2 separate regions of the Mus musculus genome follow, and region 2 is linked to region 1. The links are chromatin contacts, called in public Hi-C maps. All regions are on one chromosome and are shown on one strand. The core of a region is the stretch at or near the end of the contact, and the rest is flanking DNA. Distances in the headings are between cores, read along the strand shown. Region 1 holds the start of Ubap2 (ubiquitin-associated protein 2). Region 2 holds the start of Dnajb5 (DnaJ heat shock protein family (Hsp40) member B5).

Region 1 (6,979 bases), core at 1,219-3,718:
TCAATAGTGGATTAAAACATTTTTTAAAAATCTTTGATTTTCTCATACATTTCTACAAAACAAGAAAACATAGAGACTGAACTGACCCAACACAATGTTAGTAGGTCACTGGCCAAGAAAGATAAGATAGATCTACACATGGATAATCAGGATAATACGTTCTTTTTGTTACAGGTACAGCCTGAGCATTCTGTAATTCAGGCAGAAAAACAAAGGTTTCCCTTGAACTGGGCCGGACTGTTTAAATTTTCAATTGTCTAGCCAAGTAGGTTAAAGAGATCAAGTCTATTAGTAACTAGCAAATTAGTAATTAGCACTGAACCCCCATCAGTATAAGAAAATTCCCTTTCCATCTTGCTTAAACCAGCTGCACCTTACCTTATGGGTACAAATAGGGTTTGAACATAATTTTGTTTGTTGAGGGCTTATTGTTTACCAAGCAGACATTTTATATAATCTCTTTCTCTTTCCTGGGACAGGTTTCTCTGTGTAGCCCTGGCTGTCCTGGAGCTTGCTCTGTAAACTAGGCAGCCTGCATCTGCTTCCTGGGAACAAAGGCTTACACCACCACTAATTAACCTCTTAATTCCAACGTTGTGGATGTATCTAACCTAATAAGCTACACATAGACAATAGCCACATAATCACATTTTATTATGTGTGTTCTTTTGTTTTTGTTTTTTGGGTTTTTTTTTGTTTTTTTGGTTTTTCAAGACAGGGTTTCTCTGTATAGCCCTGGCTGTCCTGGAACTCACTTTGTAGACCAGGCTGGCCTCAAACTCAGAAATCTGCCTGCCTCTGCCTCCCGAGTGCTGGTTTATTATGTTTAAATGTATAATTTTTAACAAGATATAGCTCAGCTGTTTAGAGCAATTGTCTTTCCAGAGGATGTTGGTTTGATTTCCAGCACCTAGAATATGGATCATAACTATCTCTAACTCCAATTTCAGGGGACCCAATCCCATGTTCTGACCAGGCATGTATGTGCTACATATATACATACAGGTAAAACATCTATATATATATGAATGGTATATATGTATATATTTGAAATACATATTAATCAGGCATGGTGGGTGACTCTTGTCTATAATCCTTGAAATACCACCATTTGGGAGACCAAGGCAGGATGACTGCTGAGAGTTAGCGGTCACCATGTACTGCACAATAAGGCTAGGTTAGTCTGGGCTGGAGTTAAAGTGTTTTAAACATCTAAAAAAAAATTATTTATTTAATGTATGTGAGTACACTGTGCTGTCTTCAGACACCCCAGAAGAGGTCATTGGATCCCATTACAGATGGTTGTGAGCCACCGTGTGGTTGCGGGGAATTGAACTCAGGACCTCTGGAAGAGAAGTCAGTGCTCTTAACCACTGAGCCATCTCTCCAGCGCAACATCTATCTATTTATTTATTTTTTAAAGATATGCTAGTGATTAATCTTTATTTGAGTCGGCCTGTGGTGTCACGTGCCTTTACTCCCAGCACTCTGTGAGTTTGAGGCCAGTATGGTCTACAAAGCAAGTTCCAAAACAGGGAAGCCCTGTCTCAAAAAATCAAAAAACAACAAAACTCCATTACTTTTGCTTAATCTCCTGAGGTTAACATCTTTACTAAGAGGTGGATCAGGTAACTTCTCAACAAGGAAAACCTGATTTAGGTTTCTTATGCCAGAAAATAACTTTTCCTTTCCTATTTGCAAAACCGGTCCGATACTAGTAGCCTTTTGGGCTAGAACACCTCTAACATCCCGTTGGCGTTCAAGGAATGGTAGTTGTTTCCTGCAGAAGAGAGTTGGGAATGCAGAAAGCAGTCCACATTTGACTACATTGAAGTCTCGTGGCCTTCAGCCGAGGACGTTCTGGGTGTCTGGCTCAGCAGCTGGCGGTTGGCGTTTTCCCGCGCAGAGGGCAGGGCGGAGCGCCAGCCTCGCAACGTGGGAGCTAGACCCACTCTCCGCCAGAACTACACCTCCCAGCAGGAACCACGCTGGTTCGCTTGGCAGGTGGCACCCATTGGTACTAACTCGGAAGCTAGCCATAAGATGCTCGAATAAGTCAGAATCAGGAGTTGTACTTAGGAGCACGCTGAGAAAAGGCGGTCGTAGAGAGTGCCTTTGCCGCGCAGCACTCTGGGAGTTGTAGTTCGCCCTCAAAACGTCTAGAAGCCAGGCTTGCTTTGAGTGGCTGCACCATGTCACGTGACGAAAGAGCCGCACGCATCGAGCATCTTGCAGTGTTTCTGAGGTCATCATAGCGCGACCGCACGCTTTAATAGTGGGTTCTCTATAGGCGGCGGATAGTACGACCCTGAAATTCTGACCACAAGCAATGTCACCATCTCCGCCGCCTCCACATAGTTCCTCTCGCTCAGCTCCCAGAGCTGTGTTAGCCAGCCGGGTAACCCCGTTCAATCTTCAAGTACTGGCTCCACCCTCTCCCGTGACGTAGGGATCACGTGACGGGCAGGGCCGCCTCTGCCGCCGCCGCCGCTTTGTAAGAGGCACATTGGCAGGTAACGAGCGGCGGCGGCGGCGGGTCCCGAGTCCAACGAGAGCAGCAGCGGTAATTGTCACCCGGTCCCCTTCATCCTGCCTCCCAGGGCCCTGAACCTTGCAGTGTATGCTTTCTGGACCTGGGCTAAGGTCTTCTGAACTCCCAGCCCCCTTTGGGATGCCCCAGCGTCTACTCGGGTGGATCGGGCCGAGCTTCCCTCGCTGGCTTCATGTTTCCGTAGTGTGTCCAGGCCTGAGCACTCTCTTTCCTCTCCCGCTCAGGTTGCCCTGTGCTTCCTGCTCCACCCCCCACCCCCCATCCTAGTTGGCCGGCCCCACCCAGCCCCAGGGGGCGCCTTCCCCTCCCCCCCCTTTGGGTTTTTATCCTGGAGGGTGTGGTTTTCTCTCCCACCTCGGTCCCTGCACGTTGGCAGGAGCTCCTCCGCCACGCTGTCGCCCCATCCGGACCACCTTTCAGCTTTCTAGTCTGGCGCCTGTCCTGGGACTGGTCTTAGTGCCCAACTTCTGCGCTCTAGTCTCTCCCCACTTAATCTGAAGGCATAGTTCAATTTTACTACTTTTCATTACTGTGGTCTTTGGTGTTAGTTGAAACTCTGTGAGTTTCCTCTTCATGCCCTATTGAAGTCTGGTGGTGTCATAGTTTATTTATTCTTTAAGGTGAGGTAAGAGTGCTTGTGAACTGTAAAGCGTTGTTAGAAATTCAAACAAATTCTTTAGCCTGGTGCGTTCCAGCTCAGTTTTCCTAGTCAGCTCTCCCACCTTCCCCCCTGCATTTTCAGGTTTAGTTACCCAGGCATAGTCAGCTCTCCCACCTTCCCCCCTGCATTTTCAGGTTTAGTTACCCAGGCATGTCAACTGTCACCACTTAGGATTCGTGTTTTCTCTTTGGGTTGGTCTTGGAAGTCTTCCTGCAGTTTTTTGCTTTAACATAATCTCGTAGTTTACTACCACTAATACGCCTTTCTACTTTATTTCCAAGGTGCATAGTCTGCCTACTCTTTACTTTTCTCCAGCAATTGTGTACAGTAACAATTGGAGCTTTTAGGTGATTCTATGAGGTACCCAGAGATCATTTATTTGAAGAGCATGCCTTTTTTTGGGAGGGCGTTTTTGAGAGAGGGTTGCACTACCTAGCCAAGGCTGGCTTTTAACTTGAGAGCCTCTTGTCTCAGTCTCTCTAGCTCGCTCGCTCGCTCGATAGTTTTTACAGGGTTTCTTCATGTTACAACCTTGGCTGTCCCCCACTTGCTTTGTAGACCAGGCTGGCCTTGCACCCATAGAGATCCACCTGCATCAGCCTCCCAAGCACTGGGATTAAAGGCATGAGTCACCATGCACCTCTTGCTTCAGTCTTTCTATGCTGGGATTTCAGTTTGCATGGATTACAGTCAAACACTACTGTGCCTGGTTACAATGATCTCTCTCTCTCTCTCTCTTTCAGTGAATAGTGTTTATATTTATATCTTCTATTGTAAAGTTTTTAAGCTTTTTTTTTTCTTTTTTTTTCTCCTATTAATGGGCATGCTAATACGCCCTCTGAATTGTTTATTTTTGTTGTTGTTTAGTTTTTTTTTTTTTTAACCTCCCTTAAGTTTTTCAAGAAAGGATCTCTGTGTGGTCCTGACCGTCCTAGAACTTGCTCTGTAGACCAGGCTGGCCTTGAACTCAAGAGATTGTCTCTGCCTCCCGAGTGCCAGGCTTAAGGGCATGAGGTACCACCATCTGGTGCCTGTTCTTTTTTTAAGAGTTGGTTTTTCAAATAACCAACACTAAAACAGTAAATAAACCAACAGAGGGGAGGTGGCTATCATGCCTAAGTTCTCCTGTAGTGTAGCTTAGACATCGGGATGGTTCTTTGGTGTGCTCTTTACCTAGTTTAGGAGAGAAATTCTACTCTTTGGAGGTGGTCCAATATATCTTGTCTGCCTTCAGGGCCTTTTGGCTAGGGCCCTTTTCCAGTTGCTATGAGATTTGTCTTACTGGGCAAAGGTTTAGTTTCCCATTCTACACTTGATTGCTGTCATTATGTTCCTGCCTGATTTTTCCTACTTAGGGGTCATTTAAGTTCTGTAATTGATCCTCCCCTCACTCCCAGTGGGTGACCTTTATGTTTCCCACACTTCTGACCCCTCCCCCGTTTGTTTCCTTGCTGCCTCTGACTTTCAAAAACTAAACATTTCAGAGAGAGGGAGATTGTTTTGTTTGAAATATGGGTGGAAGTAGTAACATGGCAGAGATGAGGCCATGAGGAAGGATTGTGGTAATTGCTCTCGGGGCAGCTTCCAGCTGCTCTGCTTTCCTCTGGACTCTAAATGTGGATTGGTGAGCCAGGGTCTGCCGTGGGGAACTTCCTTTAGAACTGCTTTGTTTACTTCCCTTTCCAGGTGACTCAAGTACTCATCAGGGGTCTCTCTTAGTATTAGTTTGAGTAAATTTTATTGTTTTGGGAGAAATGATGGAAGAACATGGCTACAAGAGTGAATTTATTTCAATGAATGCACATTTGAGGTGAAGTTTTAGCCAAGATACATAGCTAGGCTGACCTCAAAATCCGCCTGCCCTGGTCTCCTGAGGGCTGGGAGGACAGGCATGTGGCACGCTCTTCTGGCCTCCTTTTAGGTTTGCTGTTTGTTTACCCTTAATGATATAAATGCATCTAGAAAGTAGAATCCCGACTTGCAGTATATAGACTGGTCTAAAGTGATTTTACTTTCCATTGTTAGCCTTGAAATTGTTTTAGTTTAAAACAGGGTCAGCCTGGGAGTGCAGCTTTGATGTGTTACTTTGTAGCCAGGTTGGTTTCTAACTCATTGAGTAGCCTCAAACTTGTTGCAGTCCGGGTCTCTATAAGTCCAAGTGCTGCCATGCTCATCTTCTGATAAGAGTTGTAGCTATTTTGTTTGTAAAATGGGGAGTGGAGATGAACTTGGAGTCAAAGGAAACTGTCACCAAAGAGCTTGAGGTAAAGTTTTACAAGTTTTGACCAAGAAATCCTTTCCTTTCCCTTTCTTTCTTTCTTTCTTTCTTTCTTTCTTTCTTTCTTTCTTTCTTTCTTTTTTCTTTTTTTAAAAATGTATATGAGTACACTGTAGCTGTCTTCAGGCACATACTAGAAGAGTGCATCAGATTGGATCCCATTAAGCATAGTTGTGAGCCACCATGTGTTTGCTGGGAATTGAACTTAGGCCTGCTGAGCCCTCTCTCTAGCCCCTGCTTTAAATTCTCTTGTAGGCACTACTTCTTCCAGAGTTACCTTTGCTTTGCCTTCATTGACTTTGGGGGGTGGGGATGGTGCTGGTGATTGAATTGAGGATGTACCCTGTAACAGTGCTATAACCTCAACTTCCTTCTAGTGGAAGGAAACTTGTTGAAAATACTGTTTTTTGTTTGTTTTTGTTTTTAAATTCAGGGTCTTGTCAGCCTTGAACTCTATAGGCCCACAGATGAGCTTAAACTACCTATTACACTTCCACCTCTACCTCTTTCTTTTTTTAAGATTTATTTATTTATTTTATGTATATGAGTATACTTTAGCTGTACAGATGGTTGTGAGCCTTCATGTGGTTGTTGGGAATTGAATTTTAGGTTCTCTGCTCGCTCTGGCCCAAAGATTTATTTATTACTATAGATAAGTACACTGTAGCTGTCTTCAGATGGCATGAGAAGAAGGCATCAGGTCTCACTACATGTGGTTGCTGGGATTTGAACTCAGGACCTTCGGAAGAGCAGTCAGTGCTCTTAACCGCTGAGCCATCTCTCCAGCCCCCACTTCTACCTTTTACAAGGTGAGATCCACACGCACCTGTCTGGAAGTCTTTGATGAGGCATTGAAGACCAGGTTTTGTGACTTTTTGGCCGAGGGACATAGTTGCTTGTGGATGGAAGTCAGTTTGAGTTGGTGCCTGGTTAAGGATTGGGAATTGAGGCACACATGGATCGGGGCTTGTGATGAGCAGTGAGTGTTTCTGTTAATAGGCAATAGCCTCCCTTTAAAAGTTGGTAGAGCTGGGTGTGGTGGTGCACACCTTTAATTCTGGGGTTTGGGACATGGGAGGTAGAGGCAGGACGAGCTCTGTGAGTTTGAGCCAGCCTGGTTTACAGAGCATTCCAGGACACACAGCCAGGGCTACACAGAGAAACCCTGTCTTGGGGTTATGGAGAGGTAGCTCAGTTTCAGTTGCTGCTTTTCAAGAGGACCCGACTCAACTCTCAGGACTGATATGGTGGCTCACAGCTGTCTGTAACAAATCTCAGGCCCTCTTTTGGCCTTCTTGGGCACCGGGCCTCTGTTGGGATGAATGGAGATACCTGCATGTATACCCATACACATTTAAAACAAAACAAACCCTTGTAGGCCAGTGAGATGGCTTAGTGGTTAAAGGCACATGCTTCCAAGTCTGGTGCCAGGGTTTGATCCCTGGACTCCACATAGCAGAAAGAAAGACTAGACTTCTGCTAGTTGTAT
Region 2 (6,417 bases), core at 1,371-3,870, 1.7 Mb before region 1:
CCAGCCAGGGTAACATTGCCTTTACTCATTTCCCAGTATTTACACACTGAAGTGTGACTGCTTGTCTGCGCTGCCTAAGCACCAAAGGCAGTGAACAAAACCATCAGAGAAACGGCCTTCTTAAAGCCTAGGTGCCAGGAGACCATGGACACTAACCTCCATGTCTTAAATCCCTTTGCTGCAAGCCCCTCCTCTACCTACCCTTACATTTTAGGATCTGACTCCATGCTAGGCTAATACTCCTAAGTGGGGCCCAAGGACATCAAGCCAGGGTTCCTACTCTTAACCTGCTTCCATCAGTGGACCTGAGGAGGATATGAAGGGAGGGGATATGAAGGAGTGGCCACGTGCCATCCTTTAGCCTTTTTGAGGTGTAGCCAACCCTTGTAAAACAGGGAGAACCAGAGTCTTTCTAACAATGTCCTGGCAGCCAGAGCTGAGGCCTGCCTTTCTGCCCCTGACTACCTCACAGTAGTAAAGTGTACAAGGCGTCCTGGCAGGAGTGAGGGCTGTGACAGTTAAGGGGGCCCCAGATAGGCAGGGAGAGTGACCTTAGCTCCTGCCTGCTGCAGGTGGCTAGGTTGACTCATGGTACTGAAAGCCACCTCACTCTGACAAAGAGAAGGCACTATAAAGGCGGGTACTCCCCCATCTCCCCACACCAGCATGTCACGCCTGTGGGGGAGCCTAGAGTTGGGGGAGGCAGAGAAGAAAGATCATCTGGAGGAGGGCAGCCATTTTCGGAAACGGCATTAAAAGCAGTCTGAGAGGGAGATGGGTGGTCTGCCATCTTTGCCTCAGCCCACACTTTCTCTCCCCCAGGACAGGAAGAAACCTAGAACAGCAGCAACAGGGTGCCCAGGGAACTCCAGCGGCTTCCAGGCAGAGGGCAGTGACCCAGCTTACCAGCCCACCCACCGTTTGTAGTCCTTCAATATCTCTTCCCCACCACAGCCAGCTTCCTCTCCGGCACCCACCTGCTAGCTGCTCTAGACCCATAATTCTCTTGCCTCTACAGACACAGGGCAAACTCTCAGGACCTGCCTCCTTTCCCTCCTTCTTTCCACCCTCCTTCCCTCTCCCTCCCCACAAGCCACGTGGTAGGATGACAAAGGAGCCCCAAGGCATGGCTCTGCCTTTGATGAAGAATGAGTATGTCAAGGTAGAGCTAGGGATGAAAGAAAAAATGAGGACAGATAGCAAGAGGGACCATCAAGTACAGGGAGGAGACAGGGTCTGACGGACAGGGATGAGAGATGACAAAAGGAAAAGGCTGAAGTGGACCACACGTTACTGATGGGTTGGGAGGGAGAACCTAAGAGCTGAAATATTGGAGATATTCGTGGAAACATGAGTTTGAGAGAGAGATGAATGACATGGGGTACAATTCATTCAAAAGTACAGGTGAGGTCAAGGGGACTCATGCACATACCGGGGGGAGATGAGGATGACAGGGAGGAAGGAAGGAGGCAATGCAGGGAATGGCTGATGTGGAGAATCTGACTTGGCATGGGTATGAGCGCCCTTCTCAGGAGGGACTTACCGAAACTTTACAAACCCATTCAGCGTCCACGCTCGAAGTTTTAAGGGCTCCAGCTGAATTTTAAACATCAAGCTGGCTAAGAAGTCTTCTCCCCAGAAGTGTGGGAAGCTCCGGAAAGCTCCTCGAGCCTGCAGTGGGGGTGCTGCTGGGGGTGGGCAGGACAGCACTGTGCGCTTAAACATGCCCAGCCAAGCCCCTCACCTCTGATCGCTCCACCGGAGCCTGCTTGGGACGCTGTAGCTCTGGAAGCCACCTCCTCAGATTCCCAGAGGCCGTGACCCAGCAAGGCCTGTATCGTGCCCAGGGAGCTGGACCCGGTCCCCAGGTGTAGAGTGCAGAGAGAGGATCCAGTGGCCACCTGCTCTCAGGTGCAGCAGTGTCTGGCTGAATGATGTGAGCGCCTGTTCGGCTGTGTGACAGTGAGGCTGGCAGTGACAGTGTGTAGTTGTTGAGTGGCAGCGTGTGTACCTGTGACAGGTGTGATAGTGAGGGCCTGAGAGTCAGTGAGCTCCTCTCGCCTCTCTGGGGAGGACCCAAGCCCAATCCCCAAGAACCTACTCAATGAAGTCACTGACGGGGAGTCTCCTCCCCCGCAGATGGGCGGGGAGGGGCGGGGCAGAGCCGAGCCTGGCCCGGACAAAAGGCGCGGCAGGGAGAGGAAGGAAGGGGGTTCGCGCGGGGGAGGGGGGTCGGTGATGTCACCCCAGCTGGCTGGCTGGCCTGCTCAGAAACGCCTCCGCCCGGCGCAACCCAATCCGACCCGACCCAACCCGACCCTTGTCGCAGATACCCAGCACCTGGCAGACCCCGAGCTCCCAGGCCCCTCACCCCTACGACAGAGGAGACTATGGGCCCACGGTGTCCCAACCCCCCATACCAGGACCTCTCTTCTCGACGCCCCACTCCCGGGACCCCCGAGTCCTCGCTCAGCGCCCTCACCGGTGAGGAGCTGCGGGCGCCGCCGCGGTCCTTCTATCAGCCGCTGCCCCCTCCCCCGGCTCCGGCTCCGCCGCCTCCACTCGGGACAGGAGTCGCCTGCCCGCCGGCCGCAGACAGCGGGACCGGGAGCCCGCCCCCACGGCTCCGCCTCCGCGCTTCCCATTGCCCGGTCTATCCGTCACTCAGCTCAGACTCTTCTGTGATTGGATACCTCTCAACGAGCGTCCGGGTGATAGCCACCTCTTCTCCGCCCCTGTCACCCGGCCACACGCGCACACATTCCGGGCAGTGATTGGTGTGGGTGTGATTGGTGCCCTCTGGGATCAATCAACCACACCTCTTCTCCATCTCGTCGTGTTATTGGTGAAAAGAACATAGGGAGGCAACTCCAGGCGCCCTTTGATTTTATTGGCTGGTCCCTGTGATTTCGACCCAAGCCAGTGTGGGCAACTATATTAGTCCAGTCTCCAGTATGAGAAGGTGAGACATTCTAGCCACCGCCTGAGTCCAGGGAGAACCTTCTGGAACGAGTGCAACCTCAAAGACAACCTATTAGGAAAGCTGCACTCATCAGTTGTTGGTGACACCAGGCATTCTTTCGAGTCGAAGGAGAGGCAAAGGCTCTGGATCAGTATCCAAAGCTCATCCCTTCTTACTCGTCTTCTATCAGATTGTGATCCAACTTGACCTGGCCTGGTTTAGCTTTCCCTTGTCTTGACCTGGGATTGACCTGCCATGGTTTAACTGTAACACAAAACAGAGCCGGATAGAGCTGAGATTCTAAGTGCCCCTGTGATTATCCTCTGCGCTAGTAACTGGTAACACCTTCCTGAGTCTCTGTCCAGATGCCCTCCATCTTCAGTCCTTTCACAGCGGCTCGCTTAGGAGCAGTGGCTTCTCAGCCACTTGGAGTCCACAGTGTCCAGTTCAACCTCGTTATAAACTAACCTTCCATCTTCTCCTCGCTGCCCGCCCCCCCCCCCCGTCCTTTTTCTTACCCCCTGTGATACCTGGTCTTCCCTCACACCAAATTTCTGCCCTGTTCTGTATCTTTTTACTTCCCCCTCCATCTCCCGCCTTTTGTCTTAATTCTTAATTCAATTCCCTGCTTCCATAGTCTGCAATCTCATAGCTCATAGTTCCCCCTTTAATCTTTTACCTCAGCTTTTCATGATCCTCTTTCTTAGCACCCTCATGCACTGTCATCTCTGGCCCCCCAGCCCCCTAGTAAATCATTAAATCTCAGCCCCAGTGTCCCCGATACTCGGAGCAGGCGGGCCTGCGGAGGCGGTCGCCAGCGGAAGCCGCCGCTCCAGCAGACACCGAGCTTGGCGCCCACGTTACTGTCTCCCAGGCCCATCTGTGCTGGAGGGAGCGGGGGGGGGGGGTGGATGGGGGTAATCTGGGGGTGAAGAGGGGGAGGGGGTTCTTGGGAGATTTGGTGACAAAGGCTTGAGAAAATTCTCTCACCTTATTCTTCGCCAGTTCTCAGGACCGGATTTAGATATCTATGAGGCCATGAAGAGCAGTTGGAACTGTAAACTGAGGCTTGGAGTACCTAGGCCCCAGAATAGGGCAGGAAAGGGGACTGGGTCTTTGGGGGTGGGGGGCAAGTTCTGCATATTCTTAACAACCCTTCTTTTCCCATTGTTCCACATGAACTCCCAAGTGCAAAGGAATTTGAGTTTAAAATAGAAAAAGGAGCTAGGGTGAAAAGAGGAGTTGGGCAGAGGGGCAAGGAAGGGGGTGTGGAGCCCGCAGTATGAGGACTGAACAGGTATCTGGTTGAAGGAGATGGGATGGGAACTGGATAAGGGGGCCGTAAGATGCGGGTGGGAGGCAAAGACAACTGGGCAGGTGAGAGGAAGGGGAGATGGGTCAGGGGGAGACTGGAGGAGCAATAGAATGGCAGGACAGAGAAACCAGATGAGGCAGAGGGAGAAGGAAGGGATGAGGCCACGATGAGGGAGTGGCAGGGAGTGGACATGGTATCCTGGGAAGAGGCAATCTAGGAATGGTACTGGCCCCAAGGATTTGGGGGCCACCAGTATCCTTCCTCCTGATGTGAGGGGCCCTAGCTGTGTTTCTTCCTAATTCTAGGCCTGTCTCTTGCTGCTCCCAGCCTTGCTCATGCCAGCACAGAGGGAGGGTTTAGCCATGAGCCTTTACCTGGCTCAGCTGATGATAAACTGTCAGCCTGGACTTCAGGGCCTGGAGGTTTATGTCCTCAGAGTGGTGACCCACACTTCACTGTCTGCCTGGAGCACTATTGTTGCCATTTGTCCTACTTTCTAGGGCATCTGACCCAGAGAACACAGGGCAGCATAGACTGTAAGAATGGGAGTGTGGAGCCAGTTAGCCTATTGGCCTTTCCAGGGCACTGGCCAACCCACACCTCATTTGTTCTGGGCAAATGGGCTAAGCAACAGTAGAAGCCCACAGGGCTTTTCTGGGGGTTAATTAAGGTGACACATGTCTTAGTTCTGAACATGGCATTCGATTAATGTAAATGACATTGACTCCGTGTGTTCAGGGCTATCTGGGTGTGTGAGTGCAACTAGAAATGTGTGTGTCTGATTGGGATTGTCATAATCATGAGTCTGTTTGTAAGTGTGTACCTGTACTTGCTATAGGTATGTAGCTTTGTGTCGGCACACAGGTATGATTAAATAAATGTCTGTGTAGGCATCACTCCATGATAAAGAGTGAGGGAAGTATGTGGCCATTGACACCATTTCTGCCAGTGTATGTACGCATCTGTGATCATGTTGTCCAGACACCCCCGCTTGTCCTCCCTCCTCATGGAGACGTCATAACCCTAGGTGTCCCTCATTTCCTCACCCTGAGGGAACCGGAACCTGTGGGCAGAGGGGTGGGGGTGGATCCAGTGAGGAGGTGTTTAAGCAGGAGCACATGTTCCCTCACAGACTGTGTATGGGAGGGGGAGCCCCTATCTTGCACACATCCCAAATCCTCCAGAGGAAGTGCTTCCCCCCTCGGCCTGTTCCTAGTTCCCTGTCTTGTCACCATGGCAGCAGTTGCCAGGGGCTCTCATGGTTGCTAAGACCTGGGTGTGGGAGGATGCCAGGCCCCGTTGCTAGTAGAAACCGAATCCTGGAGGCAAGGGAGACTACTACCCCCACAGCTGCCAGCTCTACGCAGCGACAGCATTGGCTCTTGGGCTGCCCCTTTCCCCAGATTGAACCTACTACTTGTATGTGGCAGTATGGCATGTGAGGAGGCTTTTTCATGACGCTGGGACTTTCTCCTTTTGAGGAGAAAAGAGCTCCTCAGCCTGCCTATTGTCATTTTTAAAGCCAGCAACTACCAAGAAACCAGAGGCTGCCTTATTCTGTCTCTCATCTCTCCTACTGGTCCCCTGCATGGCATTCATGGTTGGAGCTCTCCAGTGACCGGGTACTCATCTCCCGATGTTTCACCTGGGCATAGGAATGCTGCTTTGAATGCAGACTGACTTCTTGTGGTCAGACTCTTAGCATCTCATTTGATACGTGCTTTGTGTTGACATAGGGACATAGGGTTGGTCCCACACTGAAACCCACCTTTGGCATCTGCCTGAGATACTGACTCCAGTTACAATCTTGGCCAAAGGAATCCCTTGAGTCCAGCCTCACCCTCAGCTTATTTCCTAGACATAGTTGAGCCCTAATTTTCATGCTAGACACTTAAGCTTACTGACGCCTTCATTTCCTGTTCTTTTCAGTGACTGAGCATTGGCCAGCAATCTAACTTCTTGGTACTTGCTGGCATCTCCTTGAGCTTCTAAGCTTGCAGTGATGAGTAGTACCTTCGGGGTCTGAGTTATTTTTCCGCTTTAGAATGGAGATGTCAGTTTTAGGGATGGCCAGCAGAGGGCGTGTAGCATAAGATTCTCAAGGAAAGCTTCCAAGAGCCTATTAGTGAACTAAAGAAGT

What was found. Hi-C and Micro-C count contacts between places; a contact is called where the count stands out from the background.
Region 2: a Hi-C map of B cells shows a contact between it and region 1, with 6 read pairs. The contact joins the promoter of Dnajb5 here to the promoter of Ubap2 in region 1. A contact is called at or near these places in 2 of 39 promoter capture datasets (cranial neural crest and pre-B cells), 2 of 484 Hi-C or Micro-C datasets (B cells and CD4 T cells) and 1 of 115 datasets of contacts at active chromatin or transcription factors (large pre-B cells).

The regions. Positions count from the first base shown.
Region 1 is chr4:41,270,624-41,277,602 of GRCm38.p6, reverse strand. Ubap2 (ubiquitin-associated protein 2) reads left to right here and starts at 2,468. Exons shown (of 29, transcript NM_026872.1): 1 at 2,468-2,563.
Region 2 is chr4:42,946,070-42,952,486 of GRCm38.p6, reverse strand. Dnajb5 (DnaJ heat shock protein family (Hsp40) member B5) reads right to left here and starts at 2,620. Exons shown (of 5, transcript NM_001355438.1): 1 at 2,483-2,620; 2 at 1,544-2,011. The coding sequence starts at 1,725.